2 separate regions of the Mus musculus genome follow, and region 2 is linked to region 1. A link is a contact called in public HiChIP or PLAC-seq data. All regions are on one chromosome and are shown on one strand. The core of a region is the stretch at or near the end of the contact, and the rest is flanking DNA. Distances in the headings are between cores, read along the strand shown. Region 1 holds the start of Cyp4f17 (cytochrome P450, family 4, subfamily f, polypeptide 17). Region 2 holds the start of Agpat1 (1-acylglycerol-3-phosphate O-acyltransferase 1 (lysophosphatidic acid acyltransferase, alpha)).

Region 1 (6,536 bases), core at 2,917-5,416:
GCCATTGACCAGTGGGTCTATGACCAAAGTGTCCAAGGTGGCAGGGATGGAAGTTATACATGGGCTCAACAACACAGGCTTCCACTCACCAAGGCTCATCTACTTATAGCTACCACTAAGTGCCAGATCTGCCACCAACAGAGAAAAGAATATGACACTGTTCTCTGGGGAGACCAGCCAGTGACCTGAGGCAGGTTGACTAGCTTAGACCACTCCCATCATGGAATGGACGTGCATTTTTCTTACTGAAATAGAAACTTATTCTAATTATGGATTTGCCTTTTCTACGTGTAACACTTCTGACAAAACTGTCATCTAGTCACTTACAGAATTCTTTATCCACCAGCAGGGCACCCCACATAATTTTGCTGCTAATGAAGGAACTCATTTCACAGCCACTGAACTGAGGTAGTGGGCTCATGTTTGTGGGATTCAGTGGTCTTCCTATCTCCTACCATCCTGAAGCAGATGGCTGGAAAGAAGAGTGGGATGAGCCTTTTAAGAGGACTACTTCTGGTGTGTATATATATGTGTGTGTGTGTGTGTGTGTGTGTGTGTGGCACTGTTTATTCTATAACCAGGATTTATAGTTCAAAAATTATGCAAGAGATGGAAATGAGAATGATACAATGCCTAATCACCTCTAGGGACCCACTAGCAAAATTTTTCTTTCTTGTTCACACAAACTTATGTTCTGCTGACTTACAAGATTTAGTTCCATATGGGAAGCTGCTTCTGCCAAGAGACATAATAAATACTCCATTGAGTGGGAACCTAAGCCTTCCCTTCAGCCATCTTAGATTCCCTATTCCTTCAAATCAACATGCTAAGAGATGTGTTATTGTGTTATCAGGGGAAACTGATCCAAATGCCCAAAGGAAAGGTGGGCTGCTTCTCCACAATAGAAGGAAGATTTTGTGTCAGAGGACACCATTGTCTGACTTGGGTCAAAGTTGAGCACTCTTGGTGTTGAGATGAAACATGACATGTACATAGAGGGTAGAAGATCTTTTAGGGCATCTCGTGTTACCATGTTCTGTGGTTAAGGTAACAGGAAACTCCAACAATGCAACGCAAACAGAATGATAACAGTTCTTCACGGATGAAGTTACGGCTCATCTGTCCAGAGAAAGAGCCAAGGCCTTAAGAGATGTTTGCTGAGAGTAGAAGAAATACAGAATGTATAGTTGAGGAACACAGTTAAGAATACCAGTTAAGGGTTGGAGAGATGGCTCGGTGGTTAAGAGCACTGACCGCTCTTCCAGAGGTCCTGAGTTCACTTCCCAGCAACCACACAGTGGCTCACAACCATCTGTAATGGGATCAGACGTCCTCTTCTGGTGTGTCTGAAAACAGCAACAATATATTCACATACATAAAATAAATAAATAAATCTTTAAAGGAGAGAGAGAATGCCAGCTAAGACCATACAATCAGTTACAGAAACAAATATTATAATTATCATGAATGTTTCTGTTCTGTTTTGCTAATGATATGTTTGTACACAAACACAGATATTTGGGTTTCTTTTTCTCCTATCACTTTACCATGTAATGTAACATTGGTTGAAATAACATCCGTAGTTCGGCATTCCTCAAGTGGCTTTGTCATCTATTCAGGGGAAATATAAGCGTTGTCTTTGTGTGATAACTTAAATCATCTTAGGTGGAGTTGAAACTCTATTATTATCTTCATTGGTGATTCAGCATGACACAAGAGATACAGATGAGTGTCACGTTGACAACAGGTGGGTTTCAGGTGATTTGTCTTCACTGTCAACTTGGCAGGATCTGGAATTAACTAAGAGAAACTGCTCTGAGTGAGCCGGTGAGGAAGTTTCTTGGAAAGAGGAGAAGACCCTCGCTGTCGATGGGCATCACCTTCTAGCAGGTAGCCAAGATATAAAGAAGTCTGAGGTCAAACCCTGGGCCCTCACTTCCTGACAATGAGTGTGCTTCTTCTTCATCAGAACTCAGCTTCTGATAGGAGATCAGAAATGCTCCATGATTCTTCCAGGCCTTCAGCAACAGGTTAGAACAGCTGCGGTATCCATCTCTGAGGTTGGAGTAGCTACTGGTCCCCAGCCTCACCAACATGCTGAGAGCCATGACTACTGAATTCCTCAGCCCACTGGCTGCACACCATTCAAGTAACAAAATGGCATGATGTAGATGGTTCTATTAATCTGGAAAGCCCTGCCTAATACAGAGTAACTGGAAGGAAGCTCCTGGACTGGGAGAGAAAAAAGGAGATATGACAGGAGAGAAGGCAAACTGGGAAGCTGGACGAAAAGAGGGCTGTGGAGAGAAAGCGGCATGGGAATCCAGGCCACTAGAGGTGGTACCCTTATAGGTGACCCTGAAGTGCCAAATGTGGCTCTGGCCGTAGGAAGGTCTGAAGCAAAGGGCACTGGATATGAGTAAGAAGTCTTTCCAGGATGTGTAGCCATACAGGAGAGGCCACAGTGGTGCCTTCTGGAAAAATAGGAAAAGTGGCTGGCCTAGTAGTGGAACCCTTCATTTTCTAGGGAGCACAAGACAGTCAGTGTGTCACCTCAATACCACAGAGGAAAACAGAGTGCTCAACTCTGACCTAATTCAGACAATGGAGTCCTCTGACACATTTTTGAGGAGGAAGAGTTAGATAAGACAGGGGAGGAATTGGTGGGGCTGGAGATATGGTTCAGAGGTTAAGGGCACTTGTTAATCTTGGAAAGGACATGGTTTTGATTTCTAAAACCTACAAGGTAGCTCACAGCCACCTATAACTCCAGTTCTGGGAGATCCAATGCCTTCTTCTGAACTCTTTGAGCAATAGGCACACACATGGTACACAAGCACCAATGTTGGCAAGATACATACATATAAAATATATATATAATATATAATATATATATATTATATATTTTATATATTATATAATATATAATAAATATATAAAAATATATTATATGTTTTATATATTATATACAATATATAATAAATCTCATTTAAAAAAAGAAAGAAGAAGAAGGAAGGAAGAAAGGAAAGAAAGAAAGAGAGAGAGAGAGAGAGAGAGAGAGAAAGAATTTTAAAAATTGGAGAGGAGGGATGTCAACTTCTGCCATTCAGCATCGCTGTCCCTCAAGAGACTCTGGCCAGCAGAGATGGGCTAAGAAAGGAGCATACCCAATTTATTCCACTAGAAAGGCTCAACTCCAACAACGTTAAGTGAAATAGCACATTGAGGGGGAGAGCTCTGCTCCCTCAACCTATCCTGGGGTGGGGTGGGGTGGGGGGCACTAACAACACAGAACAGGACTGAACAAGCAACAGAAAGAGATCTTAAAACATGAGTTCTTATCAGAATGTGATCCGAAGTTAGCTGGGAACGAGAAAGGGCAAAAAAGAAAAAAGCCTCAAAACGTGGTGTAGACAGAGGCCAGGAGTAGATATGCCGGGTATGTGACTAGATAGAGACTCACTCAGCCTCCCTCCCTCACCTCTCCACCCTCTCACGACTCCCAGGTTCCTAAGAGCCTTTCCTGACACACCAGACCTACCTGCTGCCACACTCACCATGCTCATGTGACCCCAAAACCAGTGCCGCGAAGGGGGCTCGGGGAAGCAGCGGAGACGGCAGTAGTTGTCATAGAAGGCACAAATCCAGGTCAGAATTCGAGCCAGGAACAAGGAGGCCCCAACCAACTGCAGAAGTTGCCATGGGAAGGCAGCTCCAGGCCCCAGTCCCAGCCAGGACAGGCCCAGCTGTAGCATCCTGCAAGAAAGATAGGCCAGAAGTGAGATCCTGAGGCCCAGGAGACAGAGGTGGCCCTCCATGGTCACTGGACAGAGATGGTGACTTAGAGGACTAGAACACAGGAAGGAAAAGGGACACCCAGGGCTACGGAGAGACAGAGAATCAGGCAGGAGAGAGGCAGATAGGATCTGTTTATAGTCTGCGTTGGCCTAGACTGAAGCACAGGTATGTAGCGTAGTAACTGGGAAATCAGGCCTGCCTGCAGAGCCACCCCAGCTGTAACAGAGCTTCCACTGTTCAGTAGGGGCCTTCCGTGTGTCCCAAGTCCGGCACCTTTTCTCAGGAGTAATGCGTCCCAGAAACGTCCGCTCTTCCCTGGAAATGTTTTTGATCCTGGCTACCGGCTGAGCAGGACGATGAGCTGGACTGAGCCAATCCCTCGGTGGCCCAGAGCCCTCCTCCCAGCCTGGGTAGAATATCAAAATGCGGGGGGCGGGGGCGGGGGCGGGGCGGGGGCGGGGCCAACCCGAAGCAATTGGAGCCAATCCAGGGTCACATGTCCAGGCAAGCAGGGTCCTCAGGATTCAACACCTTCCATCTGAACCAAGACAAAGGTGTCTAGAGACCCAAAGTTTACAATCTGTCCCGTTCTCACTAGGCTCCGCAGGTCCTCTGAGGACCTGCAGGCTAGAGGGCAGCAGGCAGTGTTTTCCAGTTCGGACTGAAAGGATCCGAGCCTCTGCCTACCAGCTGCACAACCTGGCAGAATTCTCCCTCCAAGTAATCCAGGTTCCGAGTGGAGACAAGACTTCCAGAAACAAAGAATCCGGCCGTGCTGGAACGGACTAAAAGAGATTCTGAAGATTAAAACTCCCAGCTGAGGGACCAGAGTTCAGTTAGGAAGTAGGTGGGAGGGGTCAAGCTGAGCCGCCAGTCGTGGGGAAATCCAGGCAGGCGAGAAGAGAGAGGGGGTTGTGGGCTCCGGGTCAGCAGCACCACGTTGAGAGCTCCAAGAGAAAAACACCATTCACAATACAAAGGCAGGCCCATCTGAATAACACTATTATTCATTCAACTGAAAGGGTAAAAGCCCAAGGATGCGCAAGTGACGGACTTCAAGCCGTAAAAGATATCTATAACTGCCAACCCAGACTGCTGCATCCAGAAAAGCTGTCTGTCATAAAGAAGGACATTTTTTTTAACTATCAGCGGTAAAAATAGAACAAAGGCATTTATGAGCACTGAGCCAGCTCTACAGAAGATGCTTGATAGAATCCTTCAGGCTGAAGAGGGGGAAATCAGGCCACAAAGTCCAGGAAATAAATAAATAAATAAATAAAACACACTAGAATATTATTAAAGCAAGAGAGGAAGAAGGAGGAAAACAAAATCAACAAAATTGCAGGAATCAACAAACACCTTTCAATAACTCGGGTGTTCTCAGTCTCAACTGCACCCCAGATAAAGGCACAAGCATGGATCTGCTGCTTCTAAGAAATATCTCACTACAAGAGGCAGATAAGATTCTAGCTCAGGGTGAAAGGACGCTAAGCTATCTCAGGGGACAGGAAGATGGCTCAGTGTGAATGCACCTGCAGCCAAGACTAACAGCTTCACTCTGCTCCATAGAACTGACCAGCATGATGAAAGGAGAGAATTGACTCCTGCAAACTGTCCTCTGGCCTCCACACCCATGGCATGACAGGCACGTGTGCCCACACACACACACACACACACACACACACACACACACACAAATAAATAAAATGTTAGTTCACAGACTTTTAAGGGTATGCCAAGGAAATGGACCTAGAACACAAGCAAGCAAGTGTGTTGCTGTTCTATCATCTGACAAAAGAATCTTCAAATGAAAACTAGTGAGAAAGAATAGAGAAGTCACTCATAACCCGGTGAGATGCTTCCGTGGGTAAAAAGCTCTTACCACCATAGTCAACACAAGCCAGACAACCTCAGTTCAATCTAGATTAAGAGGCAGTGTCCTCATGGGGTGCCTGTTGATATCTGTGGGAAGAAGGGGCAGGCCATAAGGTATTACAGTCTGAACAGCAGCTGGATTCTAACATTACATTCTTTGTGTGTGTGTGTGTGTGTGTGTGTGTGTGTGTTGAGACTATGGTTTTAGGTTTTGGGGGGGTTGTTGTTGTTGTTTGGTTTTGGTTTTGGTTTTGGTTTGTCCAAAACCAAACAACTGTCCTAGAACTAGCTCTGTAGATCAGTCCTGGCCTCAAACCCACAAAGATCTGAACTGCCACCATGGCCACACCACAGGGCCTAACATTACATTCTTACAATATCTGAATTAAATGGCATCATTGATGAAACGGAATTTACAGTCATTTGCAGAACATTCCATCTAAACACACCAGAATACTCATGCTTCTCAGCAGCTTATGGAACTTTCTCTGAAGCAGACCACAAGCCTGCCGAAGGCCCATCTCCTAGGTGATTCTAGATTTTGTCAAGTTGGCAAGTAACACTAACCATCCCAAAGGGTATCTTAGTTATGGTGATGGTGAACCTAGATAATCTCCTTGACTTAACTACCATGGAAACAGACATCTGAGTGTGTCTATAAGGCTTCCAGAAAGGTTTAGCTGAGAATAGAAGACTCGCCTTGAATGTTGGCTGCACCATTCTCTGTTCTGGGGTTCCAAGGTAAATGAAAAAGAGGAAGTTCAGGTTAGAACTAAAGTGGAAGCTTTTTCCCCACTGGGTAACCTTCATCCAGGTGGAATTGCTCTTCGGATGATGGAGAAGAATCTTCAACAGTCCTACTC
Region 2 (6,296 bases), core at 331-2,830, 2.1 Mb before region 1:
TGTAAGGAATACCAGGCTAGCCTTGGCTAAATGTCAAGCTGAGGCCAGCATAAGGTATGTGAAACTGCCAAGGCCCCCGGGGTGGGGGATAAAAAAGAAGAAAAGAAAAAGAATCCTTAGCTGGACATGGTGGCATACACTTTTCATACCAGCACTCAGAAGGCAAAGACAGGCAAGCTTGAGGCTAGCCAGGAAGGACTACGTTGAGACTCTGTCTCAAGACAAAACAAAAAATACTTTGCAGAATTAACAATACTTGTGTAACACTTGGTTTGAAGAAGGCATTGTCTTTAGACAGAAATGTTTGAAGATCCATAAACACATTGGAATGGCAAATGGGTTAATGAGCATACAATCAATCAATCACACCGACAACGAATTTACAAAATAAATGGCAGGTGCAACCAGTACATGCCACCGTTGTGCCACATCGATGTGTCGTCACACCATGCAGATCTTTGGTGAGAGCCACACCTACTAAACAGGTTACTGTGGTCACAGGGCTGAACCACTGAACCCCACAGGCAGAAGAACCCTGCACCCTCTGGAACTGAACACCTGTGAGGCTGAGGGACCAAGCTAAGGCAAACGGGAAGCCCCAGGGCAGGTAGGCCGCACGGAAACACCCAACAGGTGAAACATACCAAGTCCTCACACAGATTTGACCCTGGAGCGTGTCACAAACTGAACTTGGGGCAATGGGCGTGAAAGCGGATAGCCATTCTGATGGGGTTTTAAACGTCATTCTCTACAGCCCATGGAAAGCACAGCACAGGGCTGCACAGAAGCCGGGCATCCTATCCAAGGCGCCGGACCTCCCACAGGCCACTCGTGTGCTAGTGAGGGGCTCTGGGTGGAAGGCCGCTTCCAGATCAGTGCTGCTTCCGTGTGAGAGGTTAGCGGGTGCCTGACAGCAATTCCTAGGAAGCAGTCCTGGCCTTCTCACCGCCACCCAGAAGTCATGTGGGGCCAAAAAGCAGCAGAAGGGCTGGGAAACCCGAAGGGAATCCCCTTTTCAAGACTCGTCCCCTTGTCCACACCCCCGTCCCAAATTCCGAGTTCCCATCCCTCCTCTCGCCCGCCTCTGCACTCTGAGCAAGGCCCCCAACCTCGGAGCCTGTTCCCAGCCTTCGTCGCTCCCATTCTTCCGCTCAGGCCCCTCTCCCCAGCAACCCTGTCCCCAGCCGGCCCTCCCGGCCCCATCTCTCCCCATCCCCGTGCCTCTCGGCCCCCTCCTCCCACAGCCTCCCACCCCCTTCCCGCCCACACCTCAATGGGGCGGGGAGCCTGGGGGACGGGCCCCCTCCCCAGCCAGGCTGCGGCAACGGTGGTGGCGGCTGGCTGTATCTCTGTCTCGGTGTCGGTGCCAAGGGGGCGACAGGATTTGGGGATGTCCTAGCCCCGGCCGATGGAGGGGTGGTGGGAGTGGGAAGCTGGGCCCATATCGGTAGGAATGGTGGGGGGCAGTACCCCCGACACCCTCCCTCCCTCCCTGCCGGCTCTCTGAGGGTCGGGGCTACTGCCGCCGCTATCTCCCCCACCCCTCCCAGCGCCTGCTGACTTCCGGGGCTGGCCAGGAAGTGGGGGTCTATGATGGGCAGCGGGCCTCGCCAATCGCCTCTTCAGAGACCCGCATCTCCTCCCCATGCCTGCCGGGCCTCTCGCTGGCCCCGCCCCAGGGAGCTCAGTGGCGCTCGCGGCCTCGGTCAGCCTCATCGCTCGGGCCACCGGTTTCAGCACCGGTGACCCCGGCTCCCTCGCTGCTCTATTCCTCTGCCCCGTCTAGCTTCGCTCGCACGCTCTCTGAACCCGTTGCCTTTCTTTGAACCCCAGCGCTATGTAACTCTAGGATCCCCAAACACTTCCTCCTGCCTTTCCTGTCTCCCATTCAATCACAAACGTTTATGAAGTACCTTCTGAATTCAAGCAGTAGGCTCACCTTTTTCTGCTCAGGCCTCGGGCTTTCCCTGAATAGCTCTCCAGCTTTCTGTCCACTTGCCCTTTGTCCCGGGTCTCCATCTCCTCCACCCACCTTTAGTCTTTAAAGATAAAGGAGCCCTCTGACCTTCTCTCCCTTTCAACCTTGTTTTCCTACTTAGTACTTTCCTAGTTCTTCATTCACCCAATCTGAGCCAACCACTCCCCCCCCCCCCACACACACACACACGATCTGGCCGCTGGCTTTTGGTGGTGTATGCTTGTTAACAGCAGTACATGAGAGCCTCGGGCAAGAGTATCCGAGTTTGAGGCTATAGCTGAGACCTGTAAGAAGCTAAGTCCTTTCGATGGAATTCGAGCAATAAAACACTGCTTCCTAAGGGTGATAAAATGGTGGGATGTGCCGCGTATCTAACTGGCCAAACCCTACTTCCCTCTTCACACTCTGGACGAGTCCATCGTTCCTACCTCCTATTCGCCTATTCTGCATCTAAACCTCTTCAATACTCCAGATCCTCGCTTCTCCGTACCTCCTCCTATAGAGAGTCCCAGCTTCTCACCTTTCTTTATTCCTCAGTCACACAGGTCCTTTATCAAGGTATTGAATAATCCTTAGCTAGCGTGTTCTCGTCTCCCGCCCATGGACACCTTTGCCCTGGGTGATTTACATGGCTTGGTGAAGAGCCCTTGCGAATGCGAGGACTGTTACCTAATTCTGGGCCTTGGGCCATAGTGAGGGTCACTGAGTGCTGGAAAGGCCCTAGCTGCCAGCCGTCCAGCCAGGAAAAAGATCCAAATCTATGCAGGGCAAACTACAAGGAAGGGGCGGATCTACCCCATTCTACGGCGGGTCACCTAGGGGTCGGCCTCTGTCCTTTGGGCGCCCACTCCCAAGAGGGTGGAACCAGTCCTTTTCTGCTTGTAAGGTTTAGGACGGAGTGGGGGTCCACTGTGGTCTGCTGTGTCACATTACAACGGTGGGCCTTTGGCTCGGTCCTGCTGTGAGAATCACCTAGAGAGGCTAAGTCGTCCAACCGAGAGAGTGGGGTTAACACCGGCGCCACAGACCGACGGCCGCACCATCCACGCGTCGGGCTAACCCCAGCTCTGCTCCCCGCTTCTCCGAGAGGGAGGGGCGGACCCAAGGTCTTCCCTCTACGTCACCCAAGGAGGCCGGAGCCATCTTGAACCCTGCGACCCTGGTACTTCTGCCCTTCCCCCTCCCCCCTTAGCTCTGCACCGTCTCTCCAGATCTCGGCCAATCAGCGGCGGAGTAAACCGCCCAATCAAGCGGAGAGAGTCCGGGCGGAAAGACCCGGATAAGGCCGAGTCGAGGCCTTTGAACCTAAGGCCCCGCCAATAGCGGAGGGGTTGCCATGGTGACGAGAGAGAGCGAGTGAAGGGGCGGGACTGGAGTCGACACCGCCTTCGTCTGGGTTGGCCTATTCCACGCCCCCCCCCCCCGCTTATTGCGCATGCTCATTCTTCCGTGTCATGCCAGCCAATCATTTGATTTGGAACCATTCGCTCTAAAGTCCAATAGGAACCCGGACCTTCTAAGAAAGAGGAAGAGAAGGAAAAAAAGAGGCTTATGGTGGGCGAGTTCTGTAGGCCTGAGCCAATCCCTTCTGAGCTTTGGTTATGACTGGCAGCTGAACTGACGAATCAAAGCCTCTTTAGCTGAGTGACAACACAGGCCTAGCTCATTATGACCAATCCCTCGGCAGTGCATAGTTACTGAAGCCCTATCAGCCAATCATCATCGTGCAAGGGTAGGGGCCCCACACACACCTTTTTCCGCCCCCACTCTTTGGATCAATCGTGTCCTTTGAATTCTATATGATTGGCAGGTACCTCGACCAATAATGATGAGAAAAACTTGAAGTTTGCCCAACGATCCTGGGCCGAAGGCGGACCTGCTTTGTTGGGGCGTGAGTGTGTGTGTGCCTGTGTGTGTGCCCTGTGTTAGTGTATATGTGTGTGTGCCTGGGGGTACTGAGGGCTACGTGGGGGCGAAGCAGAACTTGCCATGGCAGCAGCGGAGGAAGAAGACGGGGGCCCCGAAGGGCCAAATCGCGAGCGGGGCGGGGCGAGCGCGACCTTCGAATGTAATATATGTCTGGAGACAGCTCGCGAAGCTGTGGTCAGCGTGTGTGGCCACCTGTATTGGTGAGAATCCGAGTCAGGGGCTTGGGGTGAGGCGGCGGGGTTCGTCTTTGTGCTGGGGAGGCCGAGAGCGGGGACCATGCAGTTTTTTTCAGATGACCAGAGGGCATATGTCCCACCCCACCTCCCCACATACACGTAGGGGAGGCCTAAAGTGAGGACTTGTGTCTTTGCTGATGTATGTAGATGGGGTGGGGGTGCGGGAAGGGTCACATCTGTGCAAATGAGATATCTTTCCAGGGAGGGTCCTATGAGCTGGTGCATGGTATGTTATGAGGAGGAATGGGAAATGGGGGACGCTGCATATTCCTCCATTCGAGACCTGAACCACAGTACCCCGTTAGACCTACCCAGGTGTTGAGATAAAATAGATGAGAGACTTTTCAGTTTAGGGGATGTGCCTGTCGGAGGAGGAGGGAAGATCTAGGGACTATGGACCTAGATGTGGGTCATATTAAGATGAGATGTGGGAGGGGGTGATTTGTCAAACCTGAAGACAATGGCATTGTGTAAGGACAAGATGGAGAGGGTGAAGGGTCATGGAGAGAGGGGTTTTACTGAGCTTGAAGTAAGGAGGAGAGGAACAATGTGGGTGTCTGAAAACCATGGGAGTCTGGAGGATTAGGAGCAAGAATGGAGTTCAGGCTGAAAGGAAACCTGTTGAATTGGGAAGTCAAGTTCGGAGGCAGAAAGGGGGAGGTTGAAGGTGTGTGTGTGTGTGTGTGTGTGTGTGTAGAGGGAGACAGACAGGGAGAGACAGAGAGGAGACACCGGAAGAGAGAAAAGGATCAAATGTGTGGAGGATGTTGAGGACCCAATGTGAGTACCTTTAAATGTCAAGTATCAAAGGCAAGAAGCTGGAAAAGTCAAGTTAGCAAGTATGCTAGAAGCTGTTGGGAATATGGAGAGAAATGGAGCAGTAGAGCAGCAGTGCCTGGGAGACAGGTGGTGGGTGGGCTTCCATGTTCTGGGGTCTGCAGCTCTCTTCTGTAGTTTGACGTGTGCTTTTTGTTTGTTTTTCATCCAGTTGGCCCTGTCTTCACCAGGTATGTGTTCATGAGGTGGACTGGGAAACAGGGAGGGTCAAGGAGCTCCGAGATGCTCTTTGTACTTGAAAACACTTCATATTTCCTTTGCAGTGGCTGGAGACCCGGCCAGACCGGCAAGAATGCCCGGTGTGTAAAGCTGGCATCAGCAGGGAGAAGGTCGTCCCTCTTTATGGGCGAGGGAGCCAGAAGCCACAGGATCCCAGGTGAGACCCAACACGATGCTGAGGGGAGCTGCAGGCTTCTGTCCCATCCCGAGACAGGGTGTGAAAGGTGCTGCCTGCCTCTCTCCTTCCTCTCAGATTGAAAACTCCACCCCGCCCTCAGGGCCAGCGACCAGCTCCAGAGAGCAGAGGGGTGAGTCTCCTTGTCCAGCCGTGTCCCTCCTTTGCCCAAGCCTATGGGCTTCCCTCATCTTCCCTGCCTCCCTAGGGGTTCCAGCCATTTGGTGATGCCGGGGGATTCCACTTCTCCTTTGGTGTCGGTGCCTTCCCCTTTGGCTTTTTCACCACCGTGTTCAATGCCCATGAACCTTTCAGAAGAGGCGCAGGTAAGGATTTTCCCAAGTCTCCCCGCGCCCTCTCCTGGCCCTACATGTTTCTGAAGCTTTCTTTTCCCTTACAGGTGTGGATCTGGGACAGGGTCACCCAGCCTCCAGCTGGCAAGATTCCCTATTCCTGTTCCTCGCCATCTTTTTCTTTTTCTGGCTGCTCAGTATTTGAGCTCTGTCTCCTCCCTGCCCACCTCCAGCTAGAGGAGAATCAGTATTGGGAGTCCTGTGCTGGCCTTTCCTTGCTTTTGGACCACCCCCTTACTTCCATGACCCATCTCTGTCTGCTGAGGCCTCTCTCTTGGGAGGGCATGGCGAGGAGTGACCAGTCTGCTTAAGATGGGAGTGCCTGCTGCTGTGTACTGCTGGCCCAGTAGCACAGACACTGTCAGCCTGGAGGACGGACAGACAGACAGGTGTCCAGTTCTACCAATCCTTTGCTTTCCCCCAGATTTCTTGATTTGGTGTTTAAAGGTGGGCTCTCCCCAACTCCTCTACTTGACTTAATTTAATTTTTCTCTACCCACTGTCTAATATGAATTTTGACTCTTGAAGTGTCTCTTTCCATCCCTCACTACCTCCTTTAATTACAAATT

What was found. HiChIP or PLAC-seq counts read pairs in DNA pulled down with a chosen protein or histone mark.
Region 2: a contact with region 1 is called in an H3K4me3 HiChIP or PLAC-seq map of embryonic midbrain, with 5 times the contacts expected there. The contact joins the promoter of Agpat1 here to the promoter of Cyp4f17 in region 1. A contact is called at or near these places in 1 of 39 promoter capture datasets (liver) and 1 of 115 datasets of contacts at active chromatin or transcription factors (embryonic midbrain).

Annotation. Positions count from the first base shown.
Region 1 is chr17:32,504,114-32,510,649 of GRCm38.p6, reverse strand. It overlaps Cyp4f17 (cytochrome P450, family 4, subfamily f, polypeptide 17), which reads right to left and starts at 4,166. Exons shown (of 13, transcript NM_001101445.2): 1 at 4,072-4,166; 2 at 3,558-3,756. The coding sequence starts at 3,755.
Region 2 is chr17:34,601,145-34,607,440 of GRCm38.p6, reverse strand. Agpat1 (1-acylglycerol-3-phosphate O-acyltransferase 1 (lysophosphatidic acid acyltransferase, alpha)) reads right to left here and starts at 1,580. Exons shown (of 7, transcript NM_001163379.1): 1 at 1,270-1,580. Rnf5 (ring finger protein 5) reads left to right here and starts at 3,880. Exons shown (of 6, transcript NM_019403.3): 1 at 3,880-4,107; 2 at 5,132-5,150; 3 at 5,244-5,356; 4 at 5,453-5,507; 5 at 5,583-5,700; 6 at 5,775-6,296. The coding sequence starts at 3,968. The coding sequence ends at 5,872.